Regions from separate parts of the Oryzias latipes genome. Here region 2 is linked to region 1. Evidence: chromatin contacts called from public Hi-C data. All regions are on one chromosome and are shown on one strand. The core of a region is the stretch at or near the end of the contact, and the rest is flanking DNA. Distances in the headings are between cores, read along the strand shown.

Region 1 (3,296 bases), core at 275-2,774:
CTGGATGTTTGCAATGGTGATGATGTTGACTGAGGAATGATGCTGAAGTGTAATTATAGACAAACAAAATATCACCCCACTTAGAAATATAAACAAAAATTGGCTCTTTGAAAACCTCCTGGTATAGAGCCAGAGTTGAAACCAAACCTGCATGGCTGTTGTGACAAGGTGCATTTGTAATAAACTGTTTTATGATAAATTGTTATAATACACAGAGCCCATCCAGAGCATCTGCCACAATTTATGCAGCTCCAGCTGAGCAAAAACAAGAGTCTGGCTTTTGCGGAGACTCATGAGTGTGCGTGTTTGTGTGCAGAAAGCACTAACCAGTTATTTGATATAAGTCATGGGTTTTACAAAGAAGCGCCTTGCTCTGTTTGTTTTGGGTTATTCTCACACAGGAAATCAGCATCTGTAATGATTTCATTATCACACAATGGTGCATATCTGATTGCAGTAGAGACTAATGCAAGTTTAATCAGTGGTTACAACTTGCACTCTATTGCCATCTAGCGGCTGAAAAATAGATGAGCAGGAATCTGCAAAGTGTTAAAAATTTCCGTCACCACGTTCACTTTTAAGTCGGGATTTACCTAGTGTTTTATAGGAGTCCTGGTGCTTGTTTGGGCCCCCAAAAAAACAAACAAACAGCACAAATGACCAGCAGGAATGTGTTGCAGTTAAAATAAATCCAAACAATAAAACATTGCATTCAACCACAAGAGGCAAACTTATCTAAAAATGACCAAAAAAGCGAAAATCAATTAGCCCACTCATGCGTACTGAGCGTTCAATGCACCAAAGCAGTTTTTTTTTTATCAGTTTGGTGTCAAACACCTGGGAGGGTGAGTAAAAACAAAACATTAGACATGCTGCAATACCTTGATGTTCACACTCTGGGAAATTAGATAGCTCTTTTCCTTGGCACGTTTTCAAGTGACAGAGACTCGCCAACAATTAACTAGAAAGCTCCATTTGTCATATCAACCAGCAGCACTTCTCTCCTAACGCCAGGGAAATAAAAATAAAAGGTAAAAACACTGCAAAGTTCACAGTTGTCCACTGGAAATGCATGTGTTTCTAGTTGATGTCGTTCATCAACATCTGCACAGCCGATTGTCAGCAGTGGGAGCCCGGCGGCGGCGGCGGCGGGGACGACCCGCATGCTGCAGCATCATTAGGCTGCCCTGACGACTCACTCAACACCGATTTTCTGGGGAAAGCGTCCAACTCACCCTTTGTTTCAGCATCCTTCCAATGGAAAAGTTGACGCTTGCAAACACAAGAGGAGTCACTGCGCGACACACTCCTTCATCTTCAGGAAGCCTTGAAACTCTGGCTGCAGGTAGTTTCTGGACTTAAACCCGAGCAGGTGAGACCAGATGACCGCAGCTCCTTCCTCCCGTCTTCCCTCTCCTCTCTTCGGACGAAGCGCGGCCCACTTTAAACTCTGGTGACGTCATGGCTGCTCCCTGATCCTCCCAGCTTCACACCTCCTGGCTCCTCCTGTACCACGGATGGTCTAGTCCAAAAATGTCCTCCTCGGGTTGGAAAGATGCAACCTGCAGGAAACAGTATAATAACTCCCTGCAGGACTGCAGATCAAAAATGGCTGAAGTATCTGAAATTATCTGGAGTGTGAACAGGCAAATTGCCCAGAACAGCATAATTATCATAATTAAAACATAGATTTCTGCAAGGATGCATATGCTCTGAGTTCATATGAACCTGAAACGAAAGATCCAGACACTACAGACAGGTTTTTCTTTAAAAAGATGCTTAATTTATTCAGATGACTGCTTACAGGTCAGCTGATAAAAAATTACAAAAGTATGAAAAGGAAAAATATTACCTTGGGCTTCAGGAAGTTTTGGTATCATTTCAAACTCTTCATTAGACTTTACCGGATTGTTGGGGTGTTCTGAAACATTTGTGTAGTTGTCAAAAGATCAAAAATAGTTTCCCAGTCTTCTAATAACAAAAAATAAGCTAAACATTGGATTAATTCTAAACCCTTCCTAAAAATTCCAATGCTTTAAGGAAATACTTCTTAAATCCAAAAGGAAAGAGATTACAGCCTGCATTGAGTAAATAATAAACTTTCAGATCAGTCTGTGAGTACAGCTTATACCAAAAATATTGTGACTGAAATAAAGTAAGATTCAAATTCAAAGGTGGCCATTTTATGGATTAAACAGATGTGAGTTTGTGGTCGGCAGATTTGTTTACCACCTGTTTCATTTTTATATAAAACATGTCTGATGCTAAAAACTGAACAGATGGAGTCATATCTTTAATGGAGTCGAGCATACAAGCTCATGTAAATACATTTCCCCCTGAGCATTTATATATATGGGCACAAGGACCAGTTGAATGGCTCATTAGGAGTTAACAGTTAACTTTGCATGGATGTGTTCAGCTGATCCGACCAATCACAATTTCCAAAAGAGGAACTTGTGACGTCTGACTTTACTGTTGCTCTGCTCTGTTTTGTTCTCAGTTCTTTAGACTGTTTAAATTGTGCAACCAAGATCCTAGATTGTTTTTTTAAAGCAAATACTAAGAAAATTATTTAAATGTTTGAGCAGCAATTAAGCCACAACTAGGGAGTGTGAGGGATCCTGCCAGTTTTTATGATGAGATTATTATTATTATTATTATCATTATTATTATTATTATTATTATTATTATTATTATTATTATTATTATTATTATTATTATTATTATTATTATTATTATGATTATTATGATTATTATTATTATTATGTAAAAACAGCTAAATTGGATTTTCTAGTTTTTTTCTCCTTTTGTCTTTCATAGTTGAAGTGTTTCTATGATCAAAAATATAAGCCTCTCATATCTTTTTTTAAGTGGGACAATTTGCACTATTGGTGGTTGACTTAATACTTTTTTGACCCACTATAACAAATATTTGGGGGTTTAATATAAACACACATTCAGGCATTTTACAGTAACAGGGAGTCTGTTTCCCCAAAAAGAATTCAACTGACAATAGTTTAACTTTATAAATTATCCAAAATACAAATTACTCTTCCACTGACATGGTAGCTGGGTCCTTAAATGATCATCCATCCATCTTCAGAACCTTCAGGGTCATAGGGCTGCCTGCTGGAGCCACCCCAGCCTATGTTTAATGAAGGCAGGGGAGACTTTGAATAAGTGGCCAGTCTGCTCACATGCACACTTAGGGGTAATTTAGAGATAGCAATTAACCTATAAAGCATGTTTTTGGACTGAGGGAGGAAGCCGAGGTGCCTGGAGAAAACCCATGCATC
Region 2 (3,296 bases), core at 209-2,708, 66 kb before region 1:
GTTAGTGGTATTTTTTGTTTTACTCATTTTAATTTATGTTTTTATGAATGTTTTTATGTATTTTACTGCCTTCTGTAATTCTTTGCTCTTGGTTTTAATTATTTGTCTTAGTTTTTTTATTTTCCTTTTATCTATATTTTTTGTGAAGCACTTTTGGCAACCTGATGGCATTGTAAACATGGAACACTTAAACAACGGACACTAAACTGTTGGAGAAATTGTTTAATTCCAATCCAGAAGTACCATTTAATTGTTTACTAATGAGGCGCTGTGTGATTTTCAACCCTAAATATACATTTTGGGTTATTGTTTTCTCATAGTGAAAGCTAAAATGTCAAGAGTTGATTTACTTTGCCAAAAAGGAAACTGCAGCAAAAGGTCAGAAGAATTTAGAGGACTACTTGCCTTGATTGCACAGAGAGCCAGAGAAGCCGGACAAGCACTCACACTGACCGGTGACATGATGGCATGGCCCGGTGCTGTGCACACACTGTGGACACGTCTGGCTGCATCGGTGCCCGTAGAACCCCGGCGAACAGGCTGCACGCAGCAGAGCGTGTTAGTAGAGGACAGAAAATCAGTCATGAGCGTTGGATGGAACAAGAGGTATATAATTATGAGATGCAGCATAAGAGCGATCAAGGGAGCAGAGAAAAATCATGGATGGAGGAATTAAAAAGAGAAAAAAGAGAGACAGCAAAAGGCCAGCAAGAGCAGAAAAGTCAGTTATTATTGTAATCAATGTCAATTTATCTGCAGTCACAGATAGAATAGTAAAAGAGTTAGGGGAACTGCAAAAGTCTGCTTTATGACAGGTCTTGAGAGAAGTTTTATGGTTTAATATATCAGGAAACACAACTGCGTTAATAATGCAGGTTTTATTTTAAATATGAAAGTTAAGAGAATTTTCAGAGTCTGAGTGTAATATTACTAGTAATATATATGTAAAGTTATTAGTTGTGCAACCATAAAATAAGGGCTGTGAGTTCTACATATGAGCGTCTTGTATTAAAATTCTACGTTTGACCTAGACATTTTACAAAAAACTAACAAAAAAATTATTGATCAACACCTTTTAAATGAAAATATAATCTAATAAGAACTTATTTTGAGCATTAAGCAAGCAAATATGTATCCGCTTTTGGAGATGGAACAATCCTCCGATTGAAACTTGCCTGGAATAATACACCACAAAGCTGCAGCCATGTGGTTTCTACCTGATAGCTAAATTACCTGTGTATATTTGAATGAAGTTATCATTTCTCACAAAGAGGAAAAACATGTGTGGTTTGTTTAAATCTTATGTTCTACTCAAGATGATGTTTACTGGTCTGTAAGTGCGATTCTTGCTCCCAATCAGCAAGCTCCTCACTTGAGAGCGACTTCAGACAGACCCCATTCAGAAAGCAGAGCTGCTGCTCCCAGTGAGCATGCCCACTGATGAGCCTCAGGCGAGGACTGTGAATCTCCCACTGTGAGCTGGTTGTTAAGGACAGTGTGGGAGTGAGAGGAGTGTGTGCTTGTGTGTGTGTCCAGGGGGTGTTGTAGGGAGAAGGGGGTTGGGGGGGGGGGGGGTTGACGTGATTAAATGATAGTTGTGTGGAAGGATTTACACTCAAGTTATTATGACCAACAGCCAAGTGCCTCAGCTCAGTTGGCTCACCCTTTAACAATTCTTCAAAGATCAAAACAAGGTCAGGACTGTGATGGGGTGTGTTTCTGTAGTGTTACCAGTGTCACACAATTCTTTTTTTCTTCATGTCTTAGATGAAGAGGAGCTGCCTTAACATGAGGAAGAGGCTCACTTCTTTTGCATGAGGTCCCTCGGTATCCAGGTGCGCACACACATGTGCCATCCTCAGGAGAACAGGAGCCTCCGTTCTGACAGGAACAGCTGAACGAACAGTTGGGTCCCCAGAAGCCTTGCAGGCACACGTTGTCACAGTGGATTCCTGCAGGCATGTTAACAAAACGAATACTCTGTGAACGCACAGTGCAAGAGGGCGAAAAGCTGGAGTGCAGTCACATTTCCGAGCAGAATATCTATAAAGACGCATCTTCACAGAACTGCATCATATTATCCCTGCATTTATCCGATCTATGCATGGCTATTTAGCAGGCATGGACCCTCAACTGATTTTAGTAATAAAAAAAGAAGATTCTTCGGTTTGAAAAGTGTGTTTTTTTTATAGCACAGCCCATCTTTCACACTCCTTTCCTTCTTTCCAAATGTATTTTATTTTTGATCTGACTGGGGCTTCTTGCCAATGTACTGTGTTGATTAACAGGGTTGGACCTCCAGAGAGCCAAAGCTTGTCTCCCATTCTCTTTCAGCAAAGCTGGGGTTGTGTGTGGAGCTGAAGGGAGGTGCTCGGGCTACAAGAGCGCAGTCTGGAAGTGTCAGTGTTTGGTACAGCTCCAACCAACAATTGGAAAAACACAGCATCCTCGCAGGGTTCTCTCTGCGCGCACGAATGCATTAACACATCCATCAGAGCAACACGTTTCCTCTCGGCTTCTCAGAAAAGCCGGATGAAAGGAAGAAGGGTACACAGTGCGCTACATGCAGAGCTTCAAAAATGTAAAATAATGTATAACAATGCAGCCCCACACACACATATTTAGCGTCAAACACTCATATGTGCATGAGGAATATGCAGACTCTCATCCACCAGCCATGTTTGAGACTTCATTTAAAATTTCCTTTGAGTGGGAATATCTGAGGAAGGTGTTGCCATTAAAGTGGCATTAGAGCAGTTCCTTTAAATTAAACCTGAACTAAACTCCGGAGACTAATGTCACAGTGTATCCACAGCAGAGCAGGCGTGAAAGACTAAAAGAGAGGAAACGTTGAAACTGATGGGATGGAGGGGTTGATTAAGTCAGGAGACGAGCTTTGGACATCAAAAGAAGGGCAACACATGTTGAAGTGTGTGCGAGGTTCTGCAGAAGCAGACAAAATAAAAGGGGGGAATCAGTGACTGTCCTTACTGTTTGAAAATGACTGGGGACAGGGTATTGCACAACTCTGTATATGTGACAAATGGAGGGTTTATGGACACGGAGTGACAGAGAAGAAAAAAAGACAGACAGAAGCCTGAAGTCTCTTCAAAGAAGGTTTCTTACAGAGAAACTACCAGAGGTCCAACTGTCTGCTTTGCACGAAATGAAAGTAACAGCAAATATCTCTCTGACTTTTTAGCTTCTGCTCTCAGAGCACATGAGCAACTTTTTATACTACGTACCTGCTCTATGTATGGATGAGGTGATCTTAAAAAATAAAAAAGACATTCCAA

The links. Hi-C and Micro-C count contacts between places; a contact is called where the count stands out from the background.
Region 2: a contact with region 1 is called in a Hi-C map of gastrula embryo, with 2.3 times the contacts expected there. The contact joins the enhancer-like site here to the promoter of LOC101171576 in region 1. A contact is called at or near these places in 5 of 5 Hi-C or Micro-C datasets (embryo, fibroblasts and gastrula embryo).

What each region holds. Positions count from the first base shown.
Region 1 is chr6:16,504,078-16,507,373 of ASM223467v1, reverse strand. It overlaps LOC101171576 (multiple epidermal growth factor-like domains protein 11), which reads right to left and starts at 1,524. Exons shown (of 26, transcript XM_020704033.2): 1 at 1,236-1,524.
Region 2 is chr6:16,570,068-16,573,363 of ASM223467v1, reverse strand. It overlaps LOC101171576 (multiple epidermal growth factor-like domains protein 11), which reads right to left. Exons shown (of 26, transcript XM_020704033.2): 16 at 1,806-1,952. Among protein-coding and RNA genes, the nearest start is that of dennd4a, 22 kb to the left of the region's middle. Within about 2 kb of position 1,458, at least 1 of the 8 cell types and tissues checked has an H3K27ac peak or open chromatin away from gene starts, as enhancers often do. A contact at or near this core is called in gastrula embryo, where this site is marked.